2 separate regions of the Zea mays genome follow, and region 2 is linked to region 1. Evidence: chromatin contacts called from public Hi-C data. All regions are on one chromosome and are shown on one strand. The core of a region is the stretch at or near the end of the contact, and the rest is flanking DNA. Distances in the headings are between cores, read along the strand shown. Region 1 holds the start of LOC103638580 (thaumatin-like protein 1b). Region 2 holds the start of LOC103638586.

Region 1 (7,520 bases), core at 3,066-5,565:
GGTTAGAATATTTTAATCCATCACGAGGATAACAAGAATCTAGACACATATTTCACCTTGAAATTGGAGTCAAATAAGCTACCGACAATGTGTTGCCGTCAGTAACCGCTAATGTTAGATTCTAGCTTCGAGAAACCAACACTCTTAGACAGAGTGCCGATTATTTTTGCCCTGGCGCGGTCGCTGATACATCCCAAAATTTCTTCGTCAACCCCACCGAAGAGCATAGATCCCGGCTGATAACCACAAGATATTCCATATTCTCTTAGCTCCTCTTTATCTACCTCAGACAATTCCTGACCACCCAGGTGCCGAAGGTCAAAACCTTTTTCTCCCGAAGAAGCATCAACAACTTCTTTTCCTTTGTCAGGCACTGCGGCCATGTTTTCCTTTGCAGTCACAACTGTCTCTTCTGCGACCATATCTGATATGAGCTTGTCAATTCCTGACATTGTGGTCACAAGTTTAGCAGCTTTGGCAGTAGCTTCGGCTTCGTCACTTGCAGCAGGAACCATTCTGGACGCCGAGGCTGAACGCGGTGTTCGCTCAATAGCTTGCATTACGTTGACAATTCTTTGTTTCTTTTGACCTTCATCCTTCTCCTTTGCGGCCGAAGGTTGATCCTTGTTCAATAAAAATTTCATCAGTTCCGGTCCCAGAGGACTTAGCAGCTTGATGGGCAAGGAATCAGTCATTACCTTTAAAATTTCTGCTACTTCGGCAGCAGAGGGCGTTGACAGAGCTTCTTCTCTTGTCTCAACCACCCTCGGCTCAGCAGAGGGAGTCATGTCAAGCTTCCGCTTTTTAGAGATTGCCGCTTTTGGCTCAGGGGCTGTTTTTGTCTTCTTCAAAATATTCTCATCCTCCTTTACCAGCCTAGCAGCTTGCCTATTTAGGATGCTCACAATCCTTTTTCTTTTCACCCCTTCGGCCCCTTTGTCAAGCCTTTCATAGTCTGGGTATTCGAAATTTAACGCGTCCATCACTCGATTCATCCTTCGTTTTGGCCAAGTGTCGAAGGCAGCAGTCATTAACTGGTCCTCTTTCTTGGTGTAGTTCCCAAGACTTTCATTGCACATTGTTTCAATCATTTCTAACCACTCTTTGCATAGCTTCTTGAATTGTTTCTCAAATTTAAATCTGTAGGGGAGCCGAACAAGTTCATGCTTTTTGCCCCCCTCCTTCTTCTTAGGCATTCCCGAGCCACTAGAGGTCGAAAATACTCTATTTGCCAAGTATTCTTGCACTGGATCCCTAGTGCTGACTTCGGCTGCTACCACTCTGAATTCTACTTCGGCTACCTGGCATGGGGAGCCAAGCTGCATATGGCACAAGGGCCTTGTCATCCCGAAGCTCAATTTCAATGGACTCATGACCATAGTCATTAGCTTCTCCCTTCTTTTCTCGTCTGCCTTTATGTAAAACCATTAGCTTTTCCAACCGGTCGACCATTTTGTACGATAGCTGAGAACCGGAGCTTTCGTATCCTTTCGATACGCAAAGTTGTAGCAACCGAAGTTTTCATGAAGACCATCCGCTCCGGCCTTCGTTTGGTAATGCAGCTCGTGCACCCGACCGAAAGCTTTGGCATTAGGACTCATACCCTGGCTTCGGAGAGCCCATATGTAGACACTAAGTCTAACGATTGCATTGGGTGTCAGCTGATGAAGGTATATTTCAAAGTTCTTCAAAACCTCTCCTATTATAACATATAGAGGGAACCGAAGCCCTGCTCTGAAGAAGCTTTTAAAGGCAACAACTTCATCCTCCTTCGGCTCTGGAATCACCTCCTCGCCAGCAAAACGAATAAGTTTACTCTTAGCTTCTCCAAAGTAGCCCAATTTTTTCATCATAACCATATCGTCTGCCGTCACAATAGATTTACCAAATTCAATGTGGCTGGGTTTCGCTGGGCTCAGAATAGTGTAATCCTCTTCATCTTCGTTCTCACTCCCTCTTTCAACTGCGATCTATCAGCTTCAGCAATCAAGGTACCTTCTGCAACAACCTCCTCTGGCACAACAAGACCTGATTGCTTCATCACTTCTGAGATGGGCGCTGTTTCGGCAGCTTCGGCCTCGTCTCCCTCACGAGAAACTCTAGCAGTGGATCGTACTCTGGCCATTTCAGTGTTTACGCTTTTTTGAGACGAAGCTGATCTCAAGTGCCGAAGCGTTTGCTCGAAAATGCAATACAGAAAGCTTCGGCTATGGTTAAATTTTTTAACAGTGCAACAGTGTGATGGTAATGAATGTTGTGGTAACTCCTCACCAACCCGTCTGTTTATATAGTGCTACAGGGGGAAGGCGAACCGCCATGCCGCTCGCACTGGCTGAGCGGTGAACCGTTCGGCATCCGGAATATTATAATCGTTTCTCGGCAACGAGCTCAGGGAAGGTGTTTTTCGGAAGGTGTTTTTCAGAAGGTGTTTTTTGGACCTTCGACATTTCGAAACCTTCGTGTTTTTCGCGGATCGAGCTCGTTACAAAAAAACGATCTAGCACCGCGAAGGGACTACTGTTGGGGGTCTTCTTCTCCGTCGAAGGTCCTCTAGGCAAAAACACCTTCGGCAAGACAGTACAAAGGCAGGTGCGACATGAAGATATAAGCCGAGGATGATGCGGACAAAGCCGAAGCTATGACCGAGAGAGCTTCGGCTTGGTATTATGATAAAGGCGAAGGACAATACCGACTTAAATAGGAAAAGACTATATAGTCCTTAATAGTTTGCATTATGATTATAATTAGTTATCAGGGACATGGATGTAATTTTGTCTGGGTTGCGTCCTGTGCCTATAAATAGATGAACAGTACCGATGTACTGTTCACGCTGCATTGTAATCGCTCTCGCGTCACTCTCACATTTTCACCTTCTGACAAGCCGAATGTATCAATGTAATATAAATATTGTGAATATTTACTCACGTTTATGAAATGAGAATGTTAATAATTTGTCTATATGTCATCATTATTTACATTCTTTCGTATTTTATGCACCTTCATTTGTATTTGTTTACTGAGATGATGAAGGTATGCCCTTCATGCCCTTCGTCTGAGGATCATTATACCCGAAAGGAGATAATGTTTCGAAGGACGAAAGTTTTTTATCATTAACAATTGTGTTGCTTTGTTCTTGATGTATAGCATCTTTGAACAAGGGCCAACAGAAGGTATATCCTTCATGACCTTCATCTGAAGATCATTATATCCGAGAGGAAATGATGCTTCGAAGGATGAAGGTCTTTAACCATTAACAATTGTGTTGCCTTGTTCTTGATCTATAGCATTTGAGAACAAGTGACCAACAATTCCTATTTAAACAATATCCCAAATACTTGGGTGGAGTGATTATAAATGACTTTTCATCGTATGACTCCACCATGGATAATTCTCACCATCAAAGTGAGGTGGTTTACCAATAGGAATGAAAAATAATTGGGTATTTGAATTGTAAGGAATGCGAGAATAATTAAATAAAGTGCGATTAAAGTTATATTTAACTATCTTTTGTTGGTGATGTTTGGAGGTGGAGTAGCTGCTACTTGATGTTGATGGAGATGTAGATGAGTCGGTCTTGTAGTAGACGACCTTCTTCATCCTTTTCTTTTTGCCATCCTTCTTGCGGTGCGAGTCGATGGGCTTTTCATCTTGCGTCTTATCCACTTCCTTCTCCTTATGGTTGTCCATCTCCTTCCCTTGGGATTCTTCTCCCGACATCGCTTCAGATTGTTAGACCCTCAAATCAAGCGCCGAGCACCAACATCAATTGATAGTTGTCTAGAAGAGGGTGAATAGGCAACACCCTGAAATTTCACAACTTAAAGCACACTTGACTTCCAAATTAGATGTTAGCTCAAAATCTTAAACAATATAAAGTAAGGAGAGAGGGAAGTTCTTGCACTTGATGCTCTTCTTGATTGCGAATTAATACGATAGCAATATCACAAGTCAAGATTATAGAATGAACTTATAGAGAGAGGAAAAAACAAATTGCAGAAAGTAAAGAGTACAAGACACAACAATTTGTTTCTCGAGGTTCAGTTCTAAAGAACCTACGTCCCTGCTATTCAAAATTTAATAGCAAAACGATTTTAGCCTCCTCAATTCTCTCCAATCCCCCTACTCCCAAACATGCCCTAAACCTTCTAAAAATATCATCCTCTCTAATCCCCTTCTCCGAGACATACCCTAAGCCTTTCAAAAATGTCATCACGGTTCGTTATCTTCATGATCCTGTCTTTGACCACTAGCTAGCTTGAGACATATATACCGCGTGAGCATCGCTTACTTGTCTTGATTGGTCGATGTGTTGATGCTAAGGTTGAGGTTGCGTGCAACATTTATTGACTTCGCTATTGTTCACCATTCTTGACGTGGACGGGTCATCTTGATTTTTGTTTGACATATGCGTGCTTGGTTCAAGTTAATACGGTAGCAAAAATCGGAGTGTAGTAGTGGGTCCCGTACCAATTTGCGCTTTGTTATAAATATGAGCGGCTCATGCCCACACCGTTGACAACAAAAATCACGTTTCCATCCATCCTGGCGCACAAGAGGAAGCGGAGAGCGCTCTCTCTCTCCCGCCCGCAATATCATGGCGAGAGCACACCTAGCCCTGGTCAGCTTCTTCGCTGCCTCAATTATTGGTAAGCTAGGCTGCTGCAGGTCTCTGATCCGTTTCTTTCTATTCCAATCCAATGCATGCATGTTTGGTAATCTAGCTAGCTGCGCTGTTTGGTTCGGTGCCGGTTGGAAATGGAACAGGTGCGGCGTCCAAGTCGTTCACCATCGCCAACAACTGCGAGCACACGGTGTGGCCGGGGATCCTCTCGAGCGCCGGGTCCGCGGGGGTGGACACCACAGGCTTCGCGCTGGCGCCGGGGGAGTCGCGCGCTCTGAGCGTGCCGTCGGGGTGGTCGGGCCGGCTGTGGGGCCGCACGCTCTGCTCCACCGACGCGGCCACGGGCCGGTTCGCCTGCGTGACCGGCGACTGCGGCTCGGGCAGGCAGGACTGCGGCGGCGGCGGGGCCGCCCCGCCGGCCACGCTGGCCGAGTTCACCATGGACGGCAGCGGGGGCATGGACTTCTACGACGTGAGCCTGGTGGACGGGTACAACCTGCCGATGCTGGTGGCGCCGCAGGGCGCGGCCGCTGCCGCGGGGGGCAGCTGCGTGCCCACCGGCTGCATGGCGGACCTCAACGGCGCGTGCCCCGCCGACCTGCGCGTGGCGGCTTCGACGACGTCCTCCGGCGGCGGCGGCGTGGCCTGCAAGAGCGCGTGCGAGGCGTTCGGGTCGGCGCAGTACTGCTGCAACGGCGACTACGGGAACCCCAGCACCTGCAAGCCGTCGGCGTACTCGCAGTTCTTCAAGAACGCGTGCCCCCGGGCGTACAGCTACGCCTACGACGACGCCACCTCCACCTTCACCTGCGCCGGCGACACCGCCTACGCCATCACCTTCTGCCCCAGCACGACCAGGTAATACATGCGCATACGATAGATACGACGTTTCATACGACATATATCTATCTATCTACTGAACGACTGAAGCCGGCCTAGCACTTATTATTAATTAGGGATCAAATCACAAGTTTCTTGTTCGTCACTAGTGTAGTGTCACGCGAGAAAAAAAAGATTCACTTTTTATTATTATTATTTCGTGTGCGTAAGCATGCCTATGCGAGCCAAGTTACATGAAACCAAAACGGCTGGCTCCAGAAGCTACAAGTCAGGCACCAGCTCATCACCATTTGTGTCACGGACCCGGTCGGCAACAGAACACACCGCGCAAGGTGCTCGTTGGCGCTCAGTTTAGGGTCTGTTTGGTTGGTTTCTCTTGCCAATCTGGCTGTGTGAGCCAGGATCACTGGAGCCTGGCTCTGGAGATGCGATCAATCTGCTCGTATCTGGTGAGCCTGGCCCAGGGTGCTTTAAGGATTGTGCGAGCCTGGATCTAAATCTACATGCAGGCAACCAAACACAGAGCTTGCACGCGTACAACCTGGCTCACAGCAACCAAACAGCAGCTACTCGCATCCTATGATGCAAGCACGCGCAGATGCAGGACGCGCACCGGTGAGGTGAGGTCCAGCCCAGGGGCGAGCCACCGCGTGCAACCGTGTCCGCGTCAATGGCCATCCGTGTCGGCAGTCGGCAGCAACGGCGGTGCCGCCCGCCCGCCTGCCTGCCCACCCCCATATGCCGAGCGGCGCGTACGCGTCCGTCCATGTCCATGTCCATGTCCATGTCCATGTCCATACTGCAGGCGCCTCACGTCCACATCCCACGAGTCAGCATCGATCCACCGCCGCTTGGTTTGTGTTGTTGGTTTGTGTTGGCCTTGGCCCTGGGTGCAGGTCCACGAATTGATTTTGGTGTTGACCACACTACTTTGTGTGTGTTGCGAAATCTGCACGATACACGCCTCCTTCCCGTGTTCCGTGTATTTTTTTCTTTCTTTCTTTTGCATCATGTGTTGTTTTCTGCACGAGCCCACGCCGTGACTCACTTTTCCTCGAGAATGTCCCGATTCCGTGTAGTTCTCTCCTCTTCGGATCCTACGCTCCTCCCAAACCCAGCCCGCACGAGTCACGACGGCTCCCCCTTCCTCAGATCACCTACCCTTTTACCCGTTTTTACTATCCTCTACAGAATATAAATATCACTCCCACTATTTAATTTATAATTTATTTGACTTTTTTACCCTAAATTTGATTAACTTATCTTATTCAAAAAAATCATTATTTTTTACTGTGATGTCGTTAATGTGATGTCATTAAGCATATAATGTACTTCAAATATGGTTTTTATTTTTTTTAACCAAAAAATTGAATAATAAGAGACGGTCAAACTTAACATAAAAAGTTAAATACATTATAAATTGGAACATAGAGATTAGCACATATAAAACATGAGATGTGAGTCACGTAGATAATTCAAGTCTAAATAGATCCAAGATCTCTCAAGATACGACTTTCTTCACTTTCCTCTTTAACTCTTTCGCAGCTTATTTAAAAATGTTTATATGACATTTAACAAATGAGTACGTTACTATAGATTAAGGATAGCCTTAGGAGAAAAAATGAATTCTCTACTCTTTTAAAGCAATAGTTTTATACGATGAAGGTGAAGAAGTACCGATGAACATTAGATCAGATGTTGTCATTCTTCTCTTTTTATTTATGTGGCCTAAAGGAGGACCGCGACTAAGGTGGTTATTATGCCTCCAAAAAGGATAGGAGAGGTCTAACTTGGTTTCCTGGCCGAGTTCAGATGAGATCAATCTAATAAATCTTGCCTCACTAACTACAAACTTTTTCCAAGGCAACAAGATGCCCTAAGAGCACCCCTACTTGACCACGTACTTTTTTTTTCTAAACTACTTTATACCCATGGTTTCAAGTTTTCAACCCCCTGTTAGAATCACTATGATGACTCTCCTATGATGTTATTTGAGGCTTATGGCCTGTTTGAAAGTACCCAGTTTTTTAAAAAAACTGATTTTGGAAATTGAGGTGAT
Region 2 (7,490 bases), core at 3,540-6,039, 220 kb after region 1:
GCATATGTTGGCACCACAACATCTCGGGGTGGCCTTGGTTATGGGGAGACTGATGCTTTGGAGGCATTGGTGGTTGAGGCAGCCAAGAGGATTGATCGACATTTGAGGAATCTGTTTGAATGCCTTCGCCAATCCTGATTTTGTGTGTGTTGAGATCATGAATTCATGATGTTTGAAGTTTGATTTTGATTGGTCTGTACTCTGTACATCTAGCTGCAAGAGAAACCCGTGTGTCACCTGTAGTCCTGTTTTAATTGTCGTATGTTTTCCATTCTGACTCACTTTGGATTTCATTTTCCTTGAGTGCAGATTTGACTCTTGGCTCAGGTGTCACTGTGCCAGCGCGATCAATATTAGTAGTTCCTCTTCATCTCGTGCAAATGGATGCTTCTGTTTGGGGTGATGATGCTGACCATTATAATCCTCATCGGTTCCTTAAAAGGGACATTGATCTTGGAGGTCTGCTCTCACTCCCAATTCTTTTTACACTTCACGCCATTTACAGATATCTTGTCCTTCTGTACCATCTGTTAAAATACACATGCTAATACACTAATTTGGCATTGACAGGCTCAGGCAATCATGCTTATAGCTGCAGCTGCGGCAGCTGCGGCAGCCACCAAAGGCAGTGCTGCCACTGCTTTTAATCCTCCAATGGTACATACAGCCACTGTCGCCCCAGCAGCAGTCTTCTCTCCTGTGCTTACACGGTCTCCATCACTGCAGAGCACTTCTGTAGCAGCTGGACAAGCTCAGGTTGTTGCTGACCCTAGCTCAATAAGCAAGCTTCAGGCTGGTAAGACCACTACATCTTTGTGTAAAAATCCAGAAATGGAATACCTTTTCCAGTGTTGACATTGTCCAACACGTCTTTAAACTATCTTGATCTGTTGGCCAGATCTCCCCATTGCCAGGAGGCACTCTCTCCAGCGCTTCCTTGAGAAACGTCGTGACAGGTTAGCATGATACATGAGAGCAACAGGGCTCTGATATTCTGAATCTTATTGTTAGGCCTCTTATTCTACAATCTACATGTTTAAAACTTTTGTTATAAACTGCTGTATGTGGTACCACACTAATTTTTTCCCCGACTATTGGCACCACAGTAATCAACAGTATATTTTGTACCGTATTCTGTTTTTTGTCCTCCAGGCAGGGTAAAAATAAAATAAAATTTGCTGTTATAGCATTTAAATGATTGCACTTTCTGCTGACAAGTGCTCAATGACATCCCTAAAAAAAATCTATAATTTCTTCACAGAAAGATTGGTAGAGAGCCTGCTTCCATAATACAACATATAGCTGCAAATAGCCTTGGATCATGTAACTCCCTTGAGATTTTTTTTAAAAAATCTGCAAATCGATATTAACACAAGACAGAGTTCTGGGACCAGCAGTAGATACAAAAACCAACATTACCCCCATTTAGCTGCTCCAAATACCATGTTTTTCCCCTGTTAGGAAAATAACATATCTGAGAATCGGGATGTTCCTGTGTATTATCCTGTTCTATTTGGAAAAGCTGGCCACTTAAAGATCCAGTCTCAAGGTTGCAAACTAGCACCATTTTTTTTCTGATGTAAGCTTTAGATGCCTGTTTTTGCCTTATCTTAGAACTGAGTTTAGAATTGTTTCTTAGTATAACTTTTTTTATCGTGGATCTACTGATTTCAAGTGATTAAATAAATGATGGCACGAAACAGGGTCGTGAGCAAAGCTCCGTACAGCCCCGCCAAGTCGTTCGATGGCATGGAGTCAGCGGGAATGGAGATGACTGTGGACGGCAAGCAGGGCGCAAGGCCCAGTATCTTGAAAGATTGGGGAGCCGCGAAGTCTGAAGTCTGAACGGTGAAAGCGTAGCCCCGCGGGAGCGTGGCGTTGTCTGGGAAGCGCCAGAAGCCGAGGTAGAGGGTGCAGAGGGAGGCAAGGTGCACAGGCGCCGCCGCGCCCGCTCGCCGCAAAGCCCAAGGACGAGCCGGACCCCGACGACGGCAGGCAGAGGGTCACTGTCTTCTTCGGCACGCAAACCGGCACCGCTGAGGGCTTTGCCAAGGTCCCTACTCAAACTCTGCTCCTCTGTTTGCTGTGTTTGCGGTCCCTTCTACAGACTACAGCCAGAGCTCGGCGCTCTGCTCGCTTGCTTGCACCGCTGGCTAAGATCAGATTTGACGGCACTTTTGGGCGTGGATGTAGGCGCTCGCCGAAGAGGCCAAGGTAAGGTACGACAAGGCTGTCTTCAAGGTGGTCGATCTGGTATGTCGATGAAGCTTCATCCTTATGCCGCTTCTCAAAATTTCTTGCTTTTGTCAGCTCATCTGTTGCCTTGGGGTTCAGGAAGATTACGCCGCTGAGGATGAGGAATACGAGGATAAGCTTAAGGAGAGCATCACATTGTTCTTCCTAGCAACGTAAGAATTGGGGTGGTGTGATTAAAGTTAGTTAATCAAGCATGGAGAAAGTATGAATTTTGTTTCTGGTGAATTGCCAACATGTCTTGTTGTCGTTGCAGTTATGGCGATGGAGAGCCAACTGACAATGCGGCGAGGTTTTATAAATGGTTCTCAGAGGTTGTAATACAAATTCTTTTATGGTTGCACTTGTGGATGACACTTTGGTACTATGTATTAATTGCCTTTTTTGGGTTTGGCTGCAGGGTAATGAGAGAGGCGAGTGGTTGAATAATCTTCGGCTTGGGGTGTTTGACCTCGGAAATAGACAGTACGAGCACTTTAACAAGGTTTGCTGGTGTGTCTACATTGACTGGATGCATGCATGAACTCTGATTTGTACTTATGCTATTCTTGTTGCCAATTCGTTATCAACTGAAGGTTGGAAAGGTGGTTGATCAACTCCTCGCAGAACAAGGTAACAAAATCTCTACCCTTTCATTAGAAAATTAGTTTTGTTGTGTTTCTGCTGCCTTTCAAATCCTATCCTGGTATATGTGTGGGAGCTAGCTTACTATGTTGCTTAATACATTGTTACTTGCATAGTTGCATTGTAAAATGTACACATCATTAATTCTTATTTTATTTCTTTGGTTCTTGTAAAAATATGTAGTTGATGAAGGTTTCTTGAGGCTAAGAAGATGGTGCTGAAGTAAGTTTCTACTTCTTTTATTGCAATTGAAATATGTTAATAGATCTGGTTAATTTATGCCCTTATTTTTCTTCATGGCTAATAAGGTTTCCTGCATTGGAGCCAACGCGTCCGCGGCAGCAGCGAGGGAGTTGTCGCTGACGCTGTGCTCCAACTCCATCGCTTCCTCGAACAGCACGCTGAACGCGACGGAGCTAAGACTGGAGGAAGCTAAGACTCTTGCAGAAAAGCTTTGTGATGGCCCTCTTTCAAGTGCTGCAAATTTGTGGATCCTGAGAGCTTCTATGGAGATAAATTCGTTGGCGACTGCTTCTGGCAGCTCTCCATTGAATAAGGAGAACTTGAGCTCTCTGTTTGATCTGTTTGGCACATGGTAAGTTCCTTAGATCAACATTGACAAACTTTGGGTTTTACCTTACTACTATGACTGTGCTTGAAATCGTTCGTGATGCATTTCAGGCCATGAAATTGTTTTCCATTAAATACTTGTAGTTTTGGTTTTAATAGGTCATGCTTATTTTCCGCCTTTCTCCAGAGTCCCATCCCATTGCTGAGTGCATTGAAGTTAAAACAGGAAAAAAAAAGTAACTGCATGCAGTCAATATTGCCTCCTAAGTGTTGGGACCTGATGACACCTTGGCCTTTTGCTTGTTGCAGTCGACACAGATTGCTTGCTTTACCTCGGCCAAGCCTCAAGTTGATGCAGTACTGCATAGAGCTAGAGGCGAGCCTTGCATCGCTCGGAGACCATGGCGCCCTCACAAATGCTCGATGGCTATATGATTCAGTGGTCGACATGTATCCCCAGGAAAGGGAAGTGTGGAGTAGCTACTACAGCCTAGAGCTCAAGGTGAGACCACACATCACTGCCGGCAAGGAATTCAACATCTAAAATGCTCATGATCTCAACAGTTATGCAGCATGTAACTGACACAAGTACTTGGTGCATGTAATGTGAAGAGGTTAATCCGTTTAATACCCGCTGTTACTTAGAATGTATGGTCTGGGAACGCGAGCCGAGTGAGTACAGAATGTACAAGTCCTCCCTGAAGTCCAAACTGTTAGAACATGAGTCTAGATATGCCCTTGATCATCAGTTTCTGGTTCATGTACAGTAGCAGTACAGGACTAGCCTAACCCTGTGGCTGTGACCTGTCAGTCATCTACACTGCAAGAATGCAGAGAGGGGAATTGTAGTGTAGGGTTTATTTGCTGCCATATGTACATGTACGTGGGTGCAGCCATGTAAATTTGTAAATATAAATCCGGTAGCGTTTAGAAAGGAAATTAAATTGTCTGGATTGAAACACCGTGTTGTTGACATCATGCAAATTTTAAATATACCTAATTTAGGTCGAGAAGTCTCATGCTATGATATGTTGTTTGATTTACAATATCGTGTGTATAAATATTTCATGTTTTTCACTTTATTTGTTTTGCGGTACCAAACATATAACGATTTCATGTGTTTCCCGTGGCAACGCACGGGCATAGACCTAGTGATGAATTAAGGAAGAAACATTGTGGTTTCTGGTTTGTGAAACAATGGAATAATGTTTGAATCCTTTTTTGTCAGCTTCGTTTGGGTGGGCCAAAAATCCGGGAGGATTCGCGTTGATGGGACACTAGTTTGAATTGATCTAGAATTTGGCCCATCTTGTCTAGATGATTAAGGGCTTGGACTAGATGGGCCAAATTCTAGACTAGAAGTCCAAATCCGCAGCTCCCATCTCTCTCCCCATGGCCGCGGCGGCGCCGGAGGCTGCGGACGAGGTTGCGCCGTCGGCGACGCTGAGCGTCTACAAGGCGGCACGGTGCATCAAGCGGCGGGCGAGCACGCTGTACAACGCGCTGCGGAGCGTGGCGGAGGACGCGGCCTTCGTGGCGGAGGTCGCGGCGCTGTGGCCCTCGCTGCCGCTGGTGGCCAACCTCCGCTGCGGTCTCTGGTACGCCCCGCCCCGTGCCTTCGCAGCCACCTGCTACTTCAAGTCCACGGATGGCCACGCCGGGAACTGGTCCTTCTCAACTGCCCGCCTCAACCTCCACCTCGCCCTCCTCGCTGGTGCGAGCTGCTTCTCTCTTACCCACTCCGTTATTTTTTATTTGTCGTGTTTTAGTTCAAAAATAAACTAGCCGGGAACAAATAATCGACAACAGAGTACTATATAGTAGTGCATCTTTTGGTAAGTTTGGTGGCTCTTGCTACTACGTACTGCAAAAAAATTTGTTGATGTGCTTACTCAAAGCGAGAGACGGCTAATCCGGGTAGTTTACTTGGATTGGATTAAATTATAATTTTTTGAGGGATTCACGAAAAATTCTTGAAAGACCATAACAAATTGTAAAGTTATATTACTGTTAAAGCATTTCAAGGATCTTGAATCAGGGTATAGCATATGTTCTTGTATTTCAGGAATCTTGAACCAGAATTTAAGGTTTATGACTGTAGTTTTGTTCCCTGTCCAAGAAGGCCGAGGAACTTTGCTTCATTGGTTTCTCTATAATCTATATTCATAACACAATCTTGGGGTAAACTGAAGCACAGATATCCTAGGTAAACTATCTGGATATTTGAGTCAATGTTTTTGGGGTGATCCACTCTTCTGAGTGAATATGATGACCTGGGGAATGCAAAATACTTTAACTTCTGAGTAATACCTTGATTTGGCCTCAGTTTATTTGTTTGTTTTCTTGGAGCAGGGGAGAGAGGAGGGTGCATAATAGTTGATTCAACAAGGAGAGGGAAACGATTCCCTGATAGCATGTCAAAGACCATACCCATTTGGTGCTCTGTCTTGAACCGAGCGATTGAGAGGCATCGGCTGCAGGCTATCCACAAAAGTGCCGAAGTGAATTATCAGGTGGTTAGTTATGGCTTGCTAATTTTATCTCCTGCTATAATTCTGTGTGGTGAACATGTCTCAGAAGTCCCTTGTTGTTTACTGTATCCTTAGGTTAAGCTTAACTTAGGAGCGAATGGTGTAAGGAATAACTGGTTCACTAGTTCAGCAATGCTTCAAAATATTGTTAATAGAGGCCAATAATGTTATGTTAGATAAAAATTATACTACTGTTTCTAGTAATTAATGCTTGGATTATGCAATGTCTATGATATAATCTCTGTTATATTTCTATAATTTTTGTCTGAAGAATCATATAATTTCTTTGTCCACTTGTTCTGATAATATTTCACTTTTCTTTGTAGTCGTCTACCCTGCTGAATGGAGATGCAGAAAACAACTCTGATCTATCTAATTGGGATAGCTCAGTGCACCTTCCTGTATGGGTTCTAGGCACAGAGAAAAATGCTATAGAGGGGCGTATTGATGAATGGACAGACCAATTTGAATCATGTGGTGCAGATATTCATTCTCTTGCGGTAGGTTTGCAAAAACCGCTACGTCCTCTATGGATCTCACAAAGGACACGTATATGGTTAAATGAAGTGCCGGAGCTTGAGTCATGGGATTTCACTCCTATAATTCTAATTTCTGCATCTGATGCAGTTGCTACACAAAGGATGTCTTCAGAATTCAGTTGGCACTATATTCCTGGAGCAGGAGATGATGAAGAGAGTTGGGCACGTGGTCTAACTCCTACCTTATTCTGGAAACATTCATATGACCTTATTGATGCTGGACCAGATCGTTGTAACCAGATAGTTGCTGATATTGTTGAAAAAGATAGGGTTTATCGTGCACAGAGAGGTGAACATTGTCCTCAAATTACATGTAAGTCTCTGAGGAGCCTTGCTGGTGCCAAATGTAATGATGATCAGACAACCGAGATGTGTGCTATGAACTTGGATCATTGTACCAGTACAATGGATGCACACTGTTCTAATAATGGCCTTCTACTCTTTTGGATTGGAACATCAAACCTTGCAGTATCATCTACTTTCCATGGTATTATGATTAATTGGGCACTTGCAATTTTCTGTATAGCATGTTTTCTTGTCAGTTGTGTTGTGTCATATGAAAATTTGCAAATATATGTCTAGATGATTGCTTTCTTATCTGCCCTTTTGTTTAGTTGCAGGTGCCTTAGTTGGTGTGGACTGCATACTGAACTGTGACAGCACGTCGAAGCTACCTGCTAGTTCATCAGAAAATTCTTACCTTGAGCTATCTATTGTTGTAAGTGCACCTTTATTTGACCTTATGCATTTTATATTTATGTAAGGTTTCTTACATCATGCTGATAATGTTGGTAGGGCTCAAAGGATGACCGATTTTCATTGATGAGAAACCTTCCAAAAGCAGTTGACTTTGCAAAGAGGAATTTGATGGCTGGGAGAAAAATTCTCGTGTGCTGTCAAAATGGTAAATTAACAAGGTTCAACTACCAAAAAGAAACAGTATTTCATCTATTTTTCTTGCACATCAATATAG

The links. A called contact is a pair of places that touch in the nucleus more often than the background predicts.
Region 2: a contact with region 1 is called in a Hi-C map of ear, with 2.7 times the contacts expected there. The contact joins the promoter of LOC103638586 here to the promoter of LOC103638580 in region 1. A contact is called at or near these places in 3 of 25 Hi-C or Micro-C datasets (ear, leaf and tassel).

What each region holds. Positions count from the first base shown.
Region 1 is chr9:79,293,993-79,301,512 of Zm-B73-REFERENCE-NAM-5.0, forward strand. LOC103638580 (thaumatin-like protein 1b) reads left to right here and starts at 4,316. Exons shown (of 3, transcript XM_008661453.4): 1 at 4,316-4,646; 2 at 4,765-5,479. The coding sequence starts at 4,595.
Region 2 is chr9:79,512,573-79,520,062 of Zm-B73-REFERENCE-NAM-5.0, forward strand. LOC103638586 reads left to right here and starts at 4,790. Exons shown (of 7, transcript XM_035962594.1): 1 at 4,790-5,161; 2 at 5,800-5,960; 3 at 6,305-7,004; 4 at 7,132-7,235; 5 at 7,313-7,434. The coding sequence starts at 4,840. It overlaps LOC103638584 (protein TIFY 3), which reads left to right and starts at 575. Exons shown (of 4, transcript XM_020544057.2): 1 at 575-657; 2 at 727-796; 3 at 899-956; 4 at 1,704-1,856. The coding sequence starts at 583. The coding sequence ends at 1,845.